3 separate regions of the Mus musculus genome follow, and regions 1 and 3 are each linked to region 2. The links are chromatin contacts, called in public Hi-C and HiChIP or PLAC-seq maps. All regions are on one chromosome and are shown on one strand. The core of a region is the stretch at or near the end of the contact, and the rest is flanking DNA. Distances in the headings are between cores, read along the strand shown. Region 1 has its middle 140 kb from the start of Gm40217. Region 2 has its middle 4.4 kb from the start of Gm12724. Region 3 has its middle 9.9 kb from the start of Gm40217.

Region 1 (2,700 bases), core at 144-2,643, 770 kb before region 2:
GTAGACCAGGCTGGCCTCGAACTCAGAAATCTGCCTGCCTCTGCCTCCAAAGTGCTGGGATTAAAGGTGGGCGCCACCACTGCCCAGCACATCAGAAATATTTAAAGGAAGCCCATGACTAGCTGAGAAGAATAAGTTGATAGCATTTAAGAATATAGATGGGAAGGGACAGGCTCAGATGCAGAGAAACCTCATGGAAAGCAATTCCCATGGGTCAAGATAAAGACAATGGCCCTTTGAGTTATCGTATCGACAGAGAGATGGACAGGGAGAAAAGTTGTGGAGAGATGACTGAAGCTGAGCCTATACTCAGTTTCACAAGACTGACCTGTTTTGTTGCTGCCTCCTTAATTAGGGCAACGGTCCTAATCAATCACTGACCCTGACCCTGACCCTGCAGGAGATACTCTTGGAGGAGACAGAGATTTGTTGAAGTAAGATTGTTGCTAAAAAACTGGGTGGCGCCGATGTATGCTTTTAATCCCAGCACTCAGGAGGCAAAGGCAGATGGGGCTCTGAATCTGAGGACAGCCTGGTCTACATGATGAGTTATAGGACAGAAAAAAAACTCTCATGAACCTTCCCAAAGATTGTTGGGGAATAAGCTTTGTACTTTTAGGAGATTCTTCCGCATAGCCTAGTTGAGAATGATCATCCCAGTGTGAACTCTCCAGGCTTTGGCTCTGGACTGGAAGAGATCTGACCGTTTACTGTGTAACAACTTCTGTAGCGATGAGAACATTTCATCCTACAGAAAGCCCCTTAAACAGAGAGATTAAAAAAAAAAAAACCTGAAATAGCTTCAAGTCCCTAAAACTGACCAGATACTCTAGGCCCCTCTGGGATAGAGTAAATAATAAAAACTACAAAACAAACAAATAAGCAAACAAAACAATCTAAACAACCAACTGGGAAAAAAAACCCACCATCACCCAAACAAAAACAAAACAAAACAAAAACCCCAAACCAAAACAACAAACAAATAAACAAAACAAACGAACAAAAGCAAAAACTAGAGTTTGACTCTAAAGATTCCCAGACAAACCAAGCTCTGAGACCAGACCAACTAGCTAAAAGAAACCAAAACCAGCCAAGCTGCCTAAAAGAGGTTCAGCTCAACTAAGCTTCTTTTAAAAAGATACTTTCCACCCTGTTAGGCTGCCTGCAGGTTGTGCAGTGTGTTCCAGAGGCTGGGATAGGCTTTGGTGAGACAGCTGTCTTCAAGCCATCCTTCCCCAGTAAGTTAAACCGCATCCACATTACTGTAAGTGGCCTCAATAAAACTCACTGGCTCACCAAGTTGGCCTCTTGTGATATCTGTACTTTGCTCTGTTGTGGACTCCCTATCTGGGGATGTGTACACTTCTTCTCCCCAGGTAAAGTGTGGTTGTGCAACATCATCATTGACATTCAAACGCTGGACAGGAGATTTGCATAGATATGCGGATGAATGGTTGGGTGTAGTGAGCTAATAGATGCTTGGAACAAGTTGTCTCTGCTTAGAACATTTAAGTAAGTTATTTGCCAGACTGGTGTCTTATAATTTTAGATTCTGAGTACAAACTGGGCTGGCCACAGGTGAACCATCTATGTATACTAGGCCATCCATCCTACCCTTTTGTCTTTGTAAACCCTTCCTCCAGTCAGGCTCTCACTCCATTCTTTGCAAGGCTCCCCACCCCCCACCAGACAGCCCATGGATTTCTGCATTGTTAAACCCAAGGTTAATGGTCTGTCTGCATTTCTTTGGTCCATGTGTTGACACAGTGGATCCTTTCTTTTGGCCTTTCACCATCCTCCCTTGGCTTTCTTCCCAGTTCACTGGTTACTTTTCTTTTGTGTTAGTTGCTCACAAACTTCTGATTTCTTAAAATTGAACCCGCCTGGGTTCAGCTCCAGTTCCCCATCGACCTTGTTTCCACCCCCTTTGATGTTCTCATCTAGTCTTATGGGCTGAAATGCTGTGGGCATGCTGACAAGTCCTCAATGTCTGTTCCTGCCTCTCCTGTATCTCTTTGGTGAACTTTGGTGTCTTCTTTCTAATTGCCAGTGTCACATCTCTCAGATACTGAAACAACCCCCAACCTTACTTTTCCACAACAGAATTCCCCTGATCCCAGACAAGATCTGTTTTTCTTAGTCTTCCCCATTTAAATCAACAACAATTCCTTTCATCAAATTACTCAGCCCTGTAAATGAGCTGCCTGTCCTGCATCTTCGCTTTTTATTGCACTCTGCATTTAACCTGTCAATTGATTTCAAATTATATCCTAACTCCTCTGCCTCTCATCCCACAAGCGCTGCAGCCCAGCCTAAGCCACCTTGCACTGTTGTGTGTACTGACGATTGTCTGATTGTCTGGGTATTCCTTCTTTCCCCTTTCCACTTTCTCAACACAGAACACTTGGAGACATGTGCTGCTCGATCCCATCTGATCAACTCTCTAATAGATTCTCATCTCTCAAAGCGAGGAGACCAGTTATCACAGTGACCTCACCCCCTGTCTCATCTGCTACCACCACATCTTCACTTATGCTCTGACACTTGTCACAGACTTGATCCTAAAATGTACCACTCTGAGTATCTTAGTCACTCATGGCTGCTGCATCAAAGTGCCATAGACTGGCTGGCTTCTAAAGACTATTCATTCATTGCTCAAAGTTTTTGAACCTAGGTGACATACAGGCAGGGCTGGCAGCA
Region 2 (2,700 bases), core at 2-2,501:
AGGCTTATGTGAATGTGTAGGCATGTGTGCATGTGTGTAGATGTGTGTGCATTGTGTAAGTGTGTGCCTGTGTGTGAGTGTGTGCCTGTGTGTGTAGGTGTGTGTGCATGTGGGTAAGTGTGTGCTTATATGTGAGTGTGTACATGTGTGAATGTGTGTATGTGGAGCCAGAGAGCTCAACAGTAGGTATATTCTATCACCATAAAATCTTTTTAATTGAAAATGTTTCATACAATGTATTTTCCCACATTCCAACTCCTTACAGATACCCACCTCCCTACCCACCTACCTTCATGTTCTTTCTCTCTCAAAACAAAACAAACAAACCCACACAAAAATCACAGAGTTCATTTTGTGTTGGCCAACTTCTCCTGAGCGTGGGGCTTGCCCTGAACTGTGGTTGATGTGTCCCTCCACTGGAGAGAACCAATCTGTCTTCCCCCATCACTTACCCCTTGCAAACAGCTTCTTGGCCAGTCGTGGTGCTTTGTGCCCACTTCTCCTTCCTTAGGCTGGGATTTTGTCTGGGTCGAACATGTGAGGGTCTTGTGCGTGCTGGCACAGTCTCCATGGGTTCATATGCTCATCGACTGTGCCATTTCTGGACAATGCTATTACCCTGGAGTCTCCATTCCACCTTATTTTTTCAGGCAGGGTCTCCCTTTGAACCAGGAGCTCTAATTTTGGTTAGGCTGCCAGGCCAGAGAACACCCTTCCCTCCAGCTCCTGCGTCAGCCCTCACGAGATGCTGGGATTACAGCTGCCTGCCCTCATGCCTGATTTTTGGGTGACTTTGGGGTTCTGAATTTAGGTCCTCATGCTTATGAAGTAGGCACTCTAACCACTGAGCCATCCTGCTGGCCCCATTTCATATTCTAAACATGAAAAGTGTGTGTGTGTGTGTGTGTGTGTGTGTGTGCATGTGATGTGCCTGTGTCACTGGTTCAAGGTGTAAAACATTTTTTCTCACTGTAGGCTACAGTAAAAAGTGTTTGAAGTTGGTAACTTGGCAAGTGTTAGCTTAAGACCTCATCCCCGAAGCCTGCAGGCTGCCAGTGGGTCTCCAAGACACAAATAAATGGATCCCTTCAAGGGCTGAAATCAACAGAGCTTCTTGCTCCTCTCCTCACAGCTGAGTGTGGCTAGGGCCCAGAAGAAAACTGGCACTGTTTGTCTAGGGGGTGTACTGAGAACAAAGAGGCAGTTTGTCCCAGGGCCTGCCGATCCGGCCTCCTTCACAGGCACTAAATTCATTCAGTATCACTGCCCTGCAGGCTGCCCCGCTGGCCTGGTGGGCCTGCCAGCCTCTTCCACAAGGAGTTAGTGTCAGATCTGGGCAGCTCTCTCTGCCTGATGCAACGGACATTCAGCTAGCCTGTGAGAATCGGAAACAGAGGCCCCTGTCACTTGAAAGATAACATCCTCCTCCACGCTCCACGAGGAGGACCCAGGAAGTCAACAGCTCTCCAGATGTGAGGCAGTGTGAGAAGGGCGCTGGTGTTCCGCCTCTCTCCCTCCCAATCTCTTCCCCTCATCTCTTGTTACTAAATGGAGTCTCTGGCTTTCCCAGAGTCCACTTCCTCTAAGCCATGTGAGGGAAAGAAGGGAAGGCGAACTATTATGTTAAGAGTTCCAAGTCAATCAGGCTTCTGGGGTGAGTGCTTACCTGCTGAGCTATCTCACTGTCTTCCCCAGATCCCCGTTTCAGTGCAGATAAGGAAAATGAGACATAGGAAAATCCCCCACTCAAGCCTGTCTGGCTCCAAGTTCAAAACCCACTAAGGCACTAAGGAGAGAGACAGTACATAAAACTTGAATAACTCTAGAACAGTCTTGGGCATGGGCAACACGGCCACTAGTGTGTCACAGGATGAGAACCAAGAGGCAGTTGAATAGGAATGCAGGCAGTATGAGTCTGAGCTGAAGGGCAGTGATGGGGTCACCGGTAAGAGCACCTCTTTATGTCATGCAGATCCAGGTACCATCGCCGTAGAAATGGACTTTACTTGGTAGAGGAAGTTTAGTTGCATAGCAACACTTGAGCTGAAGTAGCTCCCGTAACACACACACAGTCAGTCTACCCCCACTCAACCTCTCATTAGAGTGCTTCCTTTGTTGGCTGAATCAGTGTAGACACAATGCCATCACCCAAACTCTGGAGCACACATGAGGACTCATTCTTCATAACGTACGTACACTTAGGTGTGGCAAGTATAGTAAGCTGTGGCTACCATTGTAGCGATACATGAGATTGTTTCCCTGCCCTAAAAAATGCCTTTTGGTTCCTCTATTCATCTTTTCTTCTCTTCCTATATCCCAATCCCTAGAAGCCGTTTTTCTTCTGTCTTCATGGTTTTCTCTTCTCCAAAGAGTCCATAGCATTGGGCTCAGGTATCACATAGTCTTCATGGATTACCCACACCCCATATGTTAACCTTTATAAAAATATATGCAGGGCTGGTGATGTGGTTCAGCAGATAAAGGCACTTGCCACTAAGACCGACAAACTGTGTTCAATCCCCAGGACCCACTTGGTGGAAGGATGGAAGGAGAAAACTGATACCCACAAGTTATCCTCTGGCCTTTACAGGTGTACGCACCTACACACACACACACACGCACACGCACACACACACACACACAGAGTAAATAAGTAATTGTAATAAAAACCCTAAAAATATGACCAAGCAATGGTGGCTC
Region 3 (2,700 bases), core at 48-2,547, 900 kb before region 2:
AGATTTGAATTCCTGAGAAATAAAGTGCTGAAAAGGCTACCAGCAAAATCCTGACTAGATATAAATATATGGCATGGGGCATAAATCACCACTGGTCATTTAGTAATTTTTATTCATTTCCCAATAATGTCTTGGGAGCTCATTAGGTGAGGAATCCCATCTATGGCCTCACCGCCTTGAATGTGTCTCCTAATGAGGGTCTCGAGGCAATTAGAAGAAGAGTAACTTCCTCATTGGTGGAAGAGTGAGCTGAAAAAATTAATGAATCCCAATTTAAAATCCTGGTCTGATGAATTAATAAAGAGTTATAAGAACAATTTTTAATAGAAAAATATAATGGAAATTGTGCTTTTTCTGTCTCAGATAAAGCTGCAGACACAGACTGAACTGTTTTGGCTGGCATTTTATCAGCTCAAGACTAGTAACACTGCCTGTCTCTTTATCTTCATGAGCTCCGATTAACCAGTAACTACCAGTTCACAGAACTTCTCAGAAGTTCTGGGGATTGAATCTAAGGCATCAGCAAGCAATCTGCCACAGACACAGAACATTCTTAGCCCAGTTCATTGAACTTCAGTAATCAGGTCTCGGGCAATTACCACTGTGGGACTGGCAGTGAGCTGTGCTCTGGGGATGTAGAGACAAAACAAAACAAAACACCACCCTTATTATTTCAAGAAACTTGCCATCTCAGAAAGGGTGGCCTATCCGAATAAGTGTTTTAGAGCATTTCCTTTTAGATTAGAATGAAACGGTTTCATTGTGGACCACTCTAAGAAAGAGGAGTAGCCACTCAACCTTCAGAGGCTAGAACTGTTGGAGACACTCAGGGTGGGCCTCCTGGAAGATGACTGAGGCTGGGGAAGGCCTTGGCATAAGGAAAGCTCTTCCCAATGCAGTGAGGGGGCTGTCTTAGACCTGGGTCCTGGAGGAAGCAGGAAGCCTGGGAGGCCAACAAGAAGGAGATGGGAAACCTGACCCAGCTGCGAGGAAGATGGAGAGATTATTGGGAAGAGAAAAAAAACTATGTCGGGTTGCTGAAGAATATTAAAAACACAGTAACTTTGACTTAAGAAACGGGCGCTGCTAGATAAACCTCTTCTCTGGCCAGTCTCTTGGAAAGGACTCTGAAGGCACAGCTAACCAAACAACCATTGCTCCTGGCAAGGGCTTTCCACCAGGTGAATGGTTTGCCATATTTCCGATTCCAGGAACTGGCTGCAATAACACTTATGCAATGATAGAGTGCACAGGGCCCGCCTCCAGGCGCCTGGCTGCGGGAGAACTTGGCAAGCCTGGGCTCCTCTGCTGCTGAGTGGAAAGTCCAGCTTTCCTGCTTTGCCCGAACTTCCCTTGGATGGCGGGCTTTAGGGGAAGTCAGAGAAGGCTGTGTGGGCCGAGCCTGAGCTTTGGCAGGGAAGACCAGGAGGGTATGCAAGACGAGAGAGGATCATCCTTTAAACTTATTATGTATTAGTATTAGCAGCAGCAGCACTAGCAGCAGTAGTATTAGCATTAGATAAGCAGGACACATAGTATTTGTGAAAGTTCAGTTGCCTTCTGAAGGCTATGGACAGAGTGAGGACTTGGGAGCTAAAACAGTCTTCACAAAGACCTTAGGGAGGTCACCCAACATCTCCAACCCTCTGTGTCCTTGTGTGCACACTGGGAACCACACCTTACCAGTCTACGAGGCATAATGAACGACAGCAGCTAGGACCTTCCTCAGCATCGCAGTAAATGTTAGTTGGTGGCTAAAAGCAACACAGCTCTTTAATAACTGTCAAGTGGTTGGGGACAAAGGAAGGCAGAAGGCCATCCATCCTCTCAAAGGACAAGTAAGGAGTGCATCTGCTTCAACAAAGGCACACACACTTGATAGGCTAGGATGAGTCTTAGTTTCTGAATAGTTGCAGACCAAGTGTATGCGAATCAGCTCATTCTCAGAATAGGGGACTTTCCAATCCAAGGTATCCCGGTGGCTTAATGTGAGCTTGTTGCTGCTACTGCGTCTAATTCAGTGCTATTGCCTCGCCAAGAGCTCCTGTGAGGGAAAGAGATGCTTCATCTGTGTTCCTTCAGAACCTTTGGGCATCTTCCTTTTTTTTTTTTTTTTTTTTACAAAATCTGTTCATAACAGATTAGCCATGTCTATTCAGAACTGGAAGCAGCATAAATCACCACTGATAGACAGGAGAATAAATACTGTTCGGTATTATTTCATAACACTACCTCAGTACTAAATGGCATAAATTCTCAATTTCATGCAGTAAGAAAGAATAAAAAAAATCATAGATACGCTTTTAACTACCAAAAATTATTGAGGAAAATGAGACAGAAGATAAATTCAGTTTATAGATAGTCAAGGTCTGAAAGCCAAAGCTATGGTAACTAAAAATCCAGGTTGATGGCTAGCTGAGCCCTGAGTGCTGAAGGCAGAAACTTACGAGATGTTGTCAGTGATTCTGGGAGCATTTTGAAATTGAATGACATTGTAATTCTGGGTTCCAGCATGACATGATGGGGTATGTCTGTAAACCTAGAATGTGGGAAGCTGAGACAGGAGAATTTCCAGTTGGAGACAAATCTGGGCTATAGTCCAAACTGTGTGAAACATAAGAAAAGCTGGTTAGGAAAGGAAGGTCTTAACACTCACCAGATCATTTGTTTAAAATCTGTTCATTTTAATTTATGCAAACT

What was found. Hi-C and Micro-C count contacts between places; a contact is called where the count stands out from the background. HiChIP or PLAC-seq counts read pairs in DNA pulled down with a chosen protein or histone mark.
Region 1: a contact with region 2 is called in an H3K27ac HiChIP or PLAC-seq map of stem cell-derived neural progenitor cells, with 5 times the contacts expected there. The contact joins two enhancer-like sites. A contact is called at or near these places in 2 of 484 Hi-C or Micro-C datasets (muscle stem cells and uterus), 3 of 115 datasets of contacts at active chromatin or transcription factors (embryonic stem cells, fibro-adipogenic progenitors and stem cell-derived neural progenitor cells) and 1 of 9 other capture datasets (embryonic stem cells).
Region 3: a contact with region 2 is called in a Hi-C map of uterus, with 4 times the contacts expected there. The contact joins two enhancer-like sites. A contact is called at or near these places in 1 of 15 datasets of contacts at CTCF or cohesin (large pre-B cells), 7 of 484 Hi-C or Micro-C datasets (B cells, the HL-1 cell line, cortical glia and 4 more) and 2 of 115 datasets of contacts at active chromatin or transcription factors (astrocytes and kidney).

What each region holds. Positions count from the first base shown.
Region 1 is chr4:105,458,823-105,461,522 of GRCm38.p6, forward strand. No RefSeq gene overlaps it. Among named protein-coding and RNA genes, the nearest start is that of Gm40217, 140 kb to the left of the region's middle. Within about 2 kb of position 1,394, at least 15 of the 459 cell types and tissues checked have an H3K27ac peak or open chromatin away from gene starts, as enhancers often do. A contact at or near this core is called in stem cell-derived neural progenitor cells, where this site is marked.
Region 2 is chr4:106,231,415-106,234,114 of GRCm38.p6, forward strand. No RefSeq gene overlaps it. Among named protein-coding and RNA genes, the nearest start is that of Gm12724, 4.4 kb to the right of the region's middle. Within about 2 kb of position 1,252, at least 86 of the 459 cell types and tissues checked have an H3K27ac peak or open chromatin away from gene starts, as enhancers often do. A contact at or near this core is called in stem cell-derived neural progenitor cells and uterus, where this site is marked.
Region 3 is chr4:105,327,729-105,330,428 of GRCm38.p6, forward strand. No RefSeq gene overlaps it. Among named protein-coding and RNA genes, the nearest start is that of Gm40217, 9.9 kb to the left of the region's middle. Within about 2 kb of position 1,298, at least 53 of the 459 cell types and tissues checked have an H3K27ac peak or open chromatin away from gene starts, as enhancers often do. A contact at or near this core is called in uterus, where this site is marked.